2 separate regions of the Mus musculus genome follow, and region 1 is linked to region 2. A link is a contact called in public HiChIP or PLAC-seq data. All regions are on one chromosome and are shown on one strand. Each heading gives the region's core, a stretch centred on a gene start, on an enhancer-like site or on the middle of the called end of the contact. The rest is flanking DNA. Distances are from core to core; before and after follow the strand shown.

Region 1 (4,168 bases), core at 337-2,836, 190 kb after region 2:
AAAGGTGTGCACCACTGCCATCCAGTACCAGAATTAGAATCTGAAGCTAAGAAATAACACTCTAATCTCGGTACATGTTAAAGTTTTTGCTTAAAAACAAAACAAACCTGTTGACCTGTTGTCAAAAAAAATGTGGCACTGTTCTACACTTTGTGTTCACACTAAAGTGGCACACATCCTACAGCCTTCCAAAACCTGGTGCTTACTGAGAGATAATAGATCAATGGGGCAGACAGATCTTTGCTTACATAGTGACAAGACTTTAAAGGAACCAGGCATGGTGGTTTAATGCCTTTAATCCAGCAGTTGGGAAGGAGGCAGAGGCAGGAGGATCTCGAATCGAAGTCCAGCCTGGCCTACAGAGTGAGTCCCATGGCAGCCAGCGCTGTGTGTAATGAGACCCTGTTTTAAACACAGACACACAGTATCCCAAGAATAAAAAAGAGCTGCTACACAGGTGAAAAGTGTGGTGTCTAATCCCCCTACACACCCCCTCCCTGGGGGAGGAACATCTTTTTCTCTGGGAATTTGAGTATCTGTGTGTGCTGTGGCATGTGAGCAGAGAAAGCTGGTGTGTGTGTGTGGGGGGGGGGGGGCGTCTTCCAGTGTCATCAGGTTTGATGACTACTGGTTTCAATTTCACTGCTTCTGCTCCAAATGTTTATTAACCACTATGATAACCCTTCTAGATGGCAACCATGCATTTAATTAGTAGGCCAGATTGTATGTGACTGCACACAACCTTTTCTTTCTGTTCAAGTTCTAATAACAATGCTCTATACTTGCCCTTCCCCCAAACAGAACTATTATAGAGTGGTCAGAGTCCCATGATCGAGGATATGGAAAATTTCAGACTGCTAGAATGGAAGATTTCACATTTAATGACTTGCATATTAAACTTGGCTTTCCTTACTTATACTGTCACCAGGGAGACTGTGAGCATGTTGTTGTCATCACAGACATAAGGTACGTGACATCATTCAGAATATTTTACCTTGAAGATGTCTTTTTAATAAAAGTGAGTTGGGGGGAGGAGGAGGATAGCTGCATGCGCTGGCTGGAGTGGAGAGGCCAGGGGACTATGCGGAAGCCTCGCCTGGCCTGGCCCCATGTGGTCCTGACAGTGAGCTCAAGTAATCACACTTGTCAGCATCTACTTTTCTGTCTCTCTAACAGTGCAAAAGTGTAATTTACCAGCGTGGTTCACAAATGTATACTTTCTATGCAGCTGGAAATGGGAGACAAATTTTTAAGGAAAACTTACACTAGACATGCTAGTGTGGGCCTATAATCCCAACACTTGGGAAGCAGAGGCAGGCTGATTTCTGTGAATTGTAGGCCAGCCTGGTCTATGTATCATGTTCCAAGTCAGGCAGAACTACATAAGAGAGAGGATTGAAATCCTATAATTTTTAAGTTTCTCAATTTAATCGAAAGCTTAGTCCTTCTATAGTGGGAAGTTGAATAACCAATTTTCAAACAATTGAGTAGTTTAGAATTGAAGGGCTGAGGAAATGGCGCACACACACAGGCATGTAGAGAATCTTGTGCACCTACCCCAGACCAGACACAGAGAGCCCAGAGAGCATTCCACAAACAGCACTGCTGTGTTAAACTCTGATGGTGGAATACATTCAAAAACAAAACACTATATGCAGGAATTCTTAGAATGTCACAGCATGGTAACAAAGGGAATTGAGAAATCAGCTCTGTATTCATTCTGAAAAGCTCTCTGGGCAAAGTGTTCAGTGATGCAGGTGATTGCCTGTTAGTCAGCAAGCTAGACAAGGCCTCTGCGACTAAGCTACAGCCCCAGCAGTGGGTATTCTGTAAGATACTGCCTGCGTAAATGACAGGTCAGCCATGTTGCAGTAATGTTGCTGGAGAGCAGGTCGAGGTGCATTTCAGCATCTTCATGTGTTTTCCTCATCAAAGGCTTGTGCACCATGACGACTGCTTGGATAGAACACTGTATCCCCTTCTTACCAAGAAGCACTGGCTGTGGACCAGAAAATGTTTTGTCTGTAAGATGTATACAGCTAGGTGAGTGACGCTTTTTTCCTTCTAAACACCCTGGTTTTCACAGTAATTTAGTACTCTGGAGGTCTGTAGATTTAGCCGTCATGGTTTTATCTCCTAGAGTCAGTGTTGCAGTCAGTGCAGTTTGCTTAAAGTTAGCATATTGTTTTGTACAGACTTGAACCCAGAGCCAGCTGCCTGCTGGTGAGCACATGCACACTAGGTTATACAGGGAAACACACAGGAAGTGCAGAACAGACTTGGCGGCTGTAAGGAGCCGTGCTTCTTGCCTGTCATTACAAAATCACTTTTATCTCAGTTTTCAATACAGAAATAACCAGCATATATATAAAGCCAATTAGAAATTAGGTTTTCTGTTTTGATCAGTCACTGTGACACAGATCTGGGAGGCAGGAGGAGTTTGAATGTAATGGACAACAGGATACAAAGTGAAAAGCTGGAGCATAGGACATGGTAGAAGGCTCACATGTGCAGGGGGCATGTGCAGAAGGCATGTGCAGGCTCTTTAGTCAGTCTTGACTAAAGACTCAGCCCCTTTAAAAAGGTCAGGTCTCATGTAGCCTGAGCTGACTGTCCTCCTCAAACCTTGAATTTCTGCCTTCCCCTGCTGATTCTTATTATTAATCAGAGCCCAGAAGTTTGGAAACTACTCAGAAATAGTTGAGTATCTTCAGTTGGCTTTGAGTTCCATATCATAGTATTTATCTAAAGGATTAGGAAAATAGAAATGATACCAAAATGAAAATCCAGAAATTGGTTCAGATTTTCAGAAAAGACTAAAATAAGAGAAACTTACTAAAGATTGTGATTTCATGTGACCAGTGACATCCGAATGTATGAAACAATCTCAGGTGAATAGGATAGCCCAAACTGCCATGATTTTATCCTCAAACTCAATTAAAATGCCTGCATTTCCAAACTGACCAGTCTTGGCTAAATTAAGAATGATACACAGTATCATGGCCCCTGTGCAGGGATGTCTGTTTCATTGGCACAATAAGGTGAGATGTAGCCTTGAATCATCCGCTACGTTGTAAAATAACTGGAAGAGCATGGACATGGTCACTATATAAAGAATTCTATACACTATATTCTCTCTACATATATATACTCTATACTAACAAATATGTGTAAGTTTGCCTCATTTTAAAGTATCTGGGTACATGGGCACGTGCTTATAACCCCAACAAGTGGGGCAAGAGGACCGTGATCTTAAGGCAACTCTGGATCACATCACTAAGTTAAGGAAGGCCGTTGGGGTCTGGAGCAAGGAAGCGAGGGAGAACTTAAAGGACAGTTTTTCGGGCACTTTAGTGTGTGTGGAGCTTTCTAACAGGTCATTTCCTTATCTTAAGGAGGAATCTCAGGTCAGTGTGCAGCATTTCTTGTTGGTGTCCCTACTGTGTCTGCTGAGGAGGTAGTGAGAATGTTCTTTATGTACTGGTGTAGGACAGTGGTTCTCAAGCTCCCTAGTGCTGTGAAACTTTGATAGAGTTCTTCAGGTGGTGGTGACTCCCAGCTATAAATTTTTGTTGTTGTTGCTAACTCACAACTGCAATTTGGCTACTGATTGTGAGTCATAATGTAAATATCTGATCTGCAAGAGAACTTGTTATAACTGCTATGTGACCCCTATGAAAGACAACCACTATTAGAAAACACTAATCATAGAATGTTGAAGCATTAAAAAAAATGCTATAATATACTTTTTCGTTTTTTTTTACACTACAGATGGGTGACGAACAATGACACCTTTGCACCAGAGGACCCATGTTTCTTTTGTGATGTTTGCTTCAGAATGCTCCACTATGATTCCGAAGGCAACAAACTAGGGGAATTCCTTGCTTATCCTTATGTTGACCCAGGAACCTTTAATTAGTACCAGATATTTCCTACTACAGCTTAGTTAATTACTATTACATTATTTATTACAAGGGGTTGTTAATGGCGTTTTACTTAAGTTGTTTATGTTACTGAGATGTAGAAATGCTTTTCTGTATTTTGAATATATAAACCTTGTCGGAAACACAACTTCTGATTCTTTTCTCCAAGTCCTATGCATTCTGTACCCTGAGTGGATTTTGATAATGATAGAATGCAGTTAATAATGCATCTCTTATGGTAGTCT
Region 2 (3,898 bases), core at 86-2,585:
AGGCTCGAGAAGAGGAGGAAACCGACTGTTTGTCTGAACAGGGTCTCACTTGGAGCCCAAGCAGTACTAGTTGTAGTCCAGACTGTCCTTCAACTCACGGCAATCCTCCTGCCTCAGCCTCTTGGTACTATAGGCATGAATCACCCCTGAACCCATGTGTGCTCACAAAAAGGAATTACCAGAGCCAGGCCAGCCCAGCGACATATGCACCACCCAACATGTCCTGGTGTCCTGGACAGTCTGCTGTATTTGCAGAGATCAGAGAGAGAGAGAATTTTATGTTTCTACATGAACAAAACCATCAGATTCCTATCTCCATGGAGTAGAGGACACCACGGGGCCTCTGCTGTCTGTGGAAATTGGTGTGTTATTTGAGCTTGGAGGGAAGATTCTGCTTCATGCTAGTACAGGGTACTGCTCAGGCCTGCCTTTCCTCTCTGCTGGTCTCCTCATTTATATGGTCCAGTAATAATGCTTCTACTTTGCAACCATGGATTAAATGAGTATTGCCTGTAGCGCTTATCAGACACGCGCGCGCGCACACAATCAGCCTTGATGAATGCTGGCAACTCTGACCATTATTGTTTTTGGCCCGAGTCTGTGCTTCTTGGTTAAGGTTCAGAAGGCGGCACAGGGCCTTTTTAATTCAAGTGCTGACGCAACAGGAGGCAATCTGCGTCACTGGGAACACTGCTGGCCAAACTAGATAAAATAGAGGTTTTCCTTCATTTACACACACATGGCCCACGGGCTCTCTCATACTGACTCAACTTAAATGTTCAATTTGTGAAAAGTACTATGCAGCTAAGTTCCTCAGAAACAGGCAGGGAGATGGGGTAGAAGACACCACCAGGACACGGTGTTGTCTGTGTGCATCCTGGCACTGCCACCAGTCACGATCCAGTCTCCAGGACGCCTTCCCTCAGAGTATGCCTCTGGGTTTTCAGGACCTTCACAGGAATGCCAACTAGCAGATGATTTTCACCACCTGACTAGCCGAGTCCTAGGTTATGCCCTTCCCTCGCCCAGCCTTTTGAGCAGGCTAAACAGATCTTGAGTGTGTGCCACAGTGGGCTTTCTGACCTAGGTGGAGTCGTCCTCCTTGCTGCACCTGCAACTTCCTACAGGAATTCAGAGGAATAGACTGCCCGCTGAGCTTACTTTGCAACATAATCCAGCTGAAACAAAAGATGGGTTTGGTGCTGCAGAATTAAACTTTGAGCCAAGCTCTGAACCTTTGACTTGGCTTCGCCCTTCTCTCATACCCGTCCTTTCATTTCCAGCCCCGCTTTCAGGTAAACCCAGTTCACCCATGGCCGCTGGACAGCTACACTGGGTAACTGCTACAAAGTGACAACCGCCTGGGGTTATCAATGCCAATGCCACCTTGAGAACAGATGACTGGCCTGGGGCAGGAGAGGGGAAGGGAAAGGTCAGCACTGGTTGAGGACCAGAAGATAGAAGGCAAGAAAGTGCAGGCGCCCTCCCAAAGGGGCAATGGGGAGCCTCTGGCTATAGCATGAGGTTCCTGAGGGGAGGGGAGGAGAAGGCAGCAGGCTGGCACAGGGGCAGTGCCGAAGGCTACAGTTGGCGGTGGGCTAAACAGCAGGTCCTCATCAAGGCCTGAGCAGAAGGGCGACTAAACCAAAGACAGACAGACTTTGGTATCCAATAATACAAAGGATATGAGACAAAGCAGGGAGAGTCTGGACTCTGTAATTCCCGTGTAAGTATTCTCCCTACCGACTCTCTTCCCACATTCCAAGCTCTGCACCTCACTTAAGCATCGCACTCTCTGAAATGAGCTGTTCAGCACCAGCCACCAGTCATGGGAGGAGAGGAGCAAGAGTGTTCCACACCAGGTCCATGAAAACCGCCATGGAGATACTCATTCCTGAACACAGAGAGAAACTGGACCATGCAAACAAAAATTACCAACAGGAAAACAAATCCTATACTAAAGCGACAGTGTGCTGCCGTGCCCTGTTGTTCTGGTTTGGTTTTTGCCAACCTATCATAAATTAGTTATCTAGAGAGAAGAAACTCAATGGGAGAAACTAACCTCCATCAGGCTGCCTATAGGCCAGTCTGCGGAGCATTTTCTTGATGGATGATTGGCCCAGCAGGTGGTCCTGGGTGGTTTTAGTTCCTGCCTCAGCTTCCCCTGATAAGGGACTGTAATGCATCCTCCCCATCTTGATTTTGGTCAGGGTGTTTGTCACACCAATTGAAAGCAAACTAAAACACCCTTCAAACTTAAAAGTCTGTTTAGGATGCCCTCAGAAGCAAAAACACTGGAAATAAGATGGAACTTCATGTATTTCGCTTTATTCCTTCACTGTGACTGATTTACACTGAGTAATTTCTTCACCAACATACACCTTAATTGTAAATTCCTTAGTCCATGAAAAAATTCATGGTGCACTCAAAAAGCTAGCTAAACATCCTTTTTGTACTAATCTAAAGATATTTATAGTTCAGAATAAGCTACAGACATGGGCCAGTTAATTTTTCAATATTTAGTGGAAAGTCCAGATTTCCTAACTTGCTCTGTTTAAAGGCAACAAGGGGAAACCAGAGCACAGCATCGCTGACTTTCCACACGTGATCCATCAGCCATGTAAGGTGTTTCCCAGCCCTCCACGGGAGAACATGGGGACAGCGGAAGAGCAGTGGTTTAGGAAAAGCAGACCAGTTCCCATGCTGCTCTGACAGCTGGATCACCTTGGCCTTTCTCTCTGTGGACATCAGTTAAACACAAAAGGGGGAGAGGGGGATAATGCTAAGGAATGCACCAAGAGGGTGCCTGGCACACAGAGAACACTTCAAAAAAAAATAGAGCATTAACATGTTTTAGAATTATTTATTCTCACACCAAAAATACCATGTCATTCCTCTTAAAACTAAGGTTTAAAACTCTCCAGTGTCACCTTCACACCACAAAGAAAAAGGGAAGCAGTCACCAATGGACCAGGGAAGGAGTCACATGGGGTTCCCAGGAAGGAAAAGGCAATGCAAGTCATACTGGGGCCAGTTCAGTCTCATGGATTGTCTCGGAAACACTTTAGGCCTCCCAGTACCAGCTCTTGTTCTTAGGGATGCTCGGAGATCAGTTTCTGATGAAAAAGAAGATAGGTTTCAACTGCTGACAGTAACCAACAAAATACCATCAGTTTCTGCCATGGTTGAGTCAATACTCTTTTCTAGTAAGTCCTAAACACAAGGGACGTGTCACAGTCCTGTCCTGTGATCAACACTGAGAGCTCACATCACTAACTTCTCCAATGGCCCAAACAAGCTGACAACACTCCTACAGGACAAACGGAGCCCCATGGTAAATCTCTCTCCAGGTGTGTGCAGTGTCCACTTGACATTAGGTCTGTCCTGCCTTGACAGCCATCCCCAGAGCTGTGCTCGCTTCCCCAAACCGCAGCTGCTCCAGGGTTTGCACTAATCATCTCTTCCAAAACACAGGCTTGAAAGTGACACTAGAGTCCCTGGATGCCCCCTGGTGATGACGCACCCTTCTGTTGAGGGCTGATTAGGGCTACTTCTCCCCTCATCTTAGAGGGAATAGGGAACAATGGGTGATGATGTTCCTCCCAGCTATCTGGCTGAGTGCTTTCCTGGACTCCTGATTATTCTTAAAGCCCACAAGCCAAACATCTTCATCAGCTATGTAGACGAGCACTGTCACTTCAAGGTATAAACTTTATCCAGATACACCTTTAATCTCAGCACTTGGGAGACAGAGACAGGTGGATCTCTGTGAGTTCAAGGTCAGCCTGGTCTACAGAGTGAATTCAGACCAGGGTGGAACCCATAGGAAGACCCTGTCTGAAAAACAAAACAGTACTTTCACCTTGGAAAAACATTAATAGTCTGTAGAAAATGAAAC

What was found. HiChIP or PLAC-seq counts read pairs in DNA pulled down with a chosen protein or histone mark.
Region 1: an H3K27ac HiChIP or PLAC-seq map of embryonic stem cells shows a contact between it and region 2, with 5 read pairs. The contact joins two enhancer-like sites. A contact is called at or near these places in 3 of 484 Hi-C or Micro-C datasets (the C2C12 cell line, Th1 cells and cortical neurons), 2 of 115 datasets of contacts at active chromatin or transcription factors (both in embryonic stem cells) and 4 of 9 other capture datasets (adipose tissue, embryonic stem cells, liver and 1 more).

What each region holds. Positions count from the first base shown.
Region 1 is chr4:83,449,270-83,453,437 of GRCm38.p6, forward strand. Snapc3 (small nuclear RNA activating complex, polypeptide 3) reads left to right here. Exons shown (of 9, transcript NM_029949.4): 7 at 802-966; 8 at 1,936-2,043; 9 at 3,772-4,071. The coding sequence ends at 3,919. Among named protein-coding and RNA genes, the nearest start is that of Snapc3, 34 kb to the left of the region's middle. Within about 2 kb of position 1,587, at least 10 of the 459 cell types and tissues checked have an H3K27ac peak or open chromatin away from gene starts, as enhancers often do. A contact at or near this core is called in embryonic stem cells, where this site is marked.
Region 2 is chr4:83,256,351-83,260,248 of GRCm38.p6, forward strand. All of the region lies in intron 6 of Ttc39b (tetratricopeptide repeat domain 39B), which reads right to left. Among named protein-coding and RNA genes, the nearest start is that of Gm42307, 26 kb to the right of the region's middle. Within about 2 kb of position 1,336, at least 26 of the 459 cell types and tissues checked have an H3K27ac peak or open chromatin away from gene starts, as enhancers often do. A contact at or near this core is called in embryonic stem cells, where this site is marked.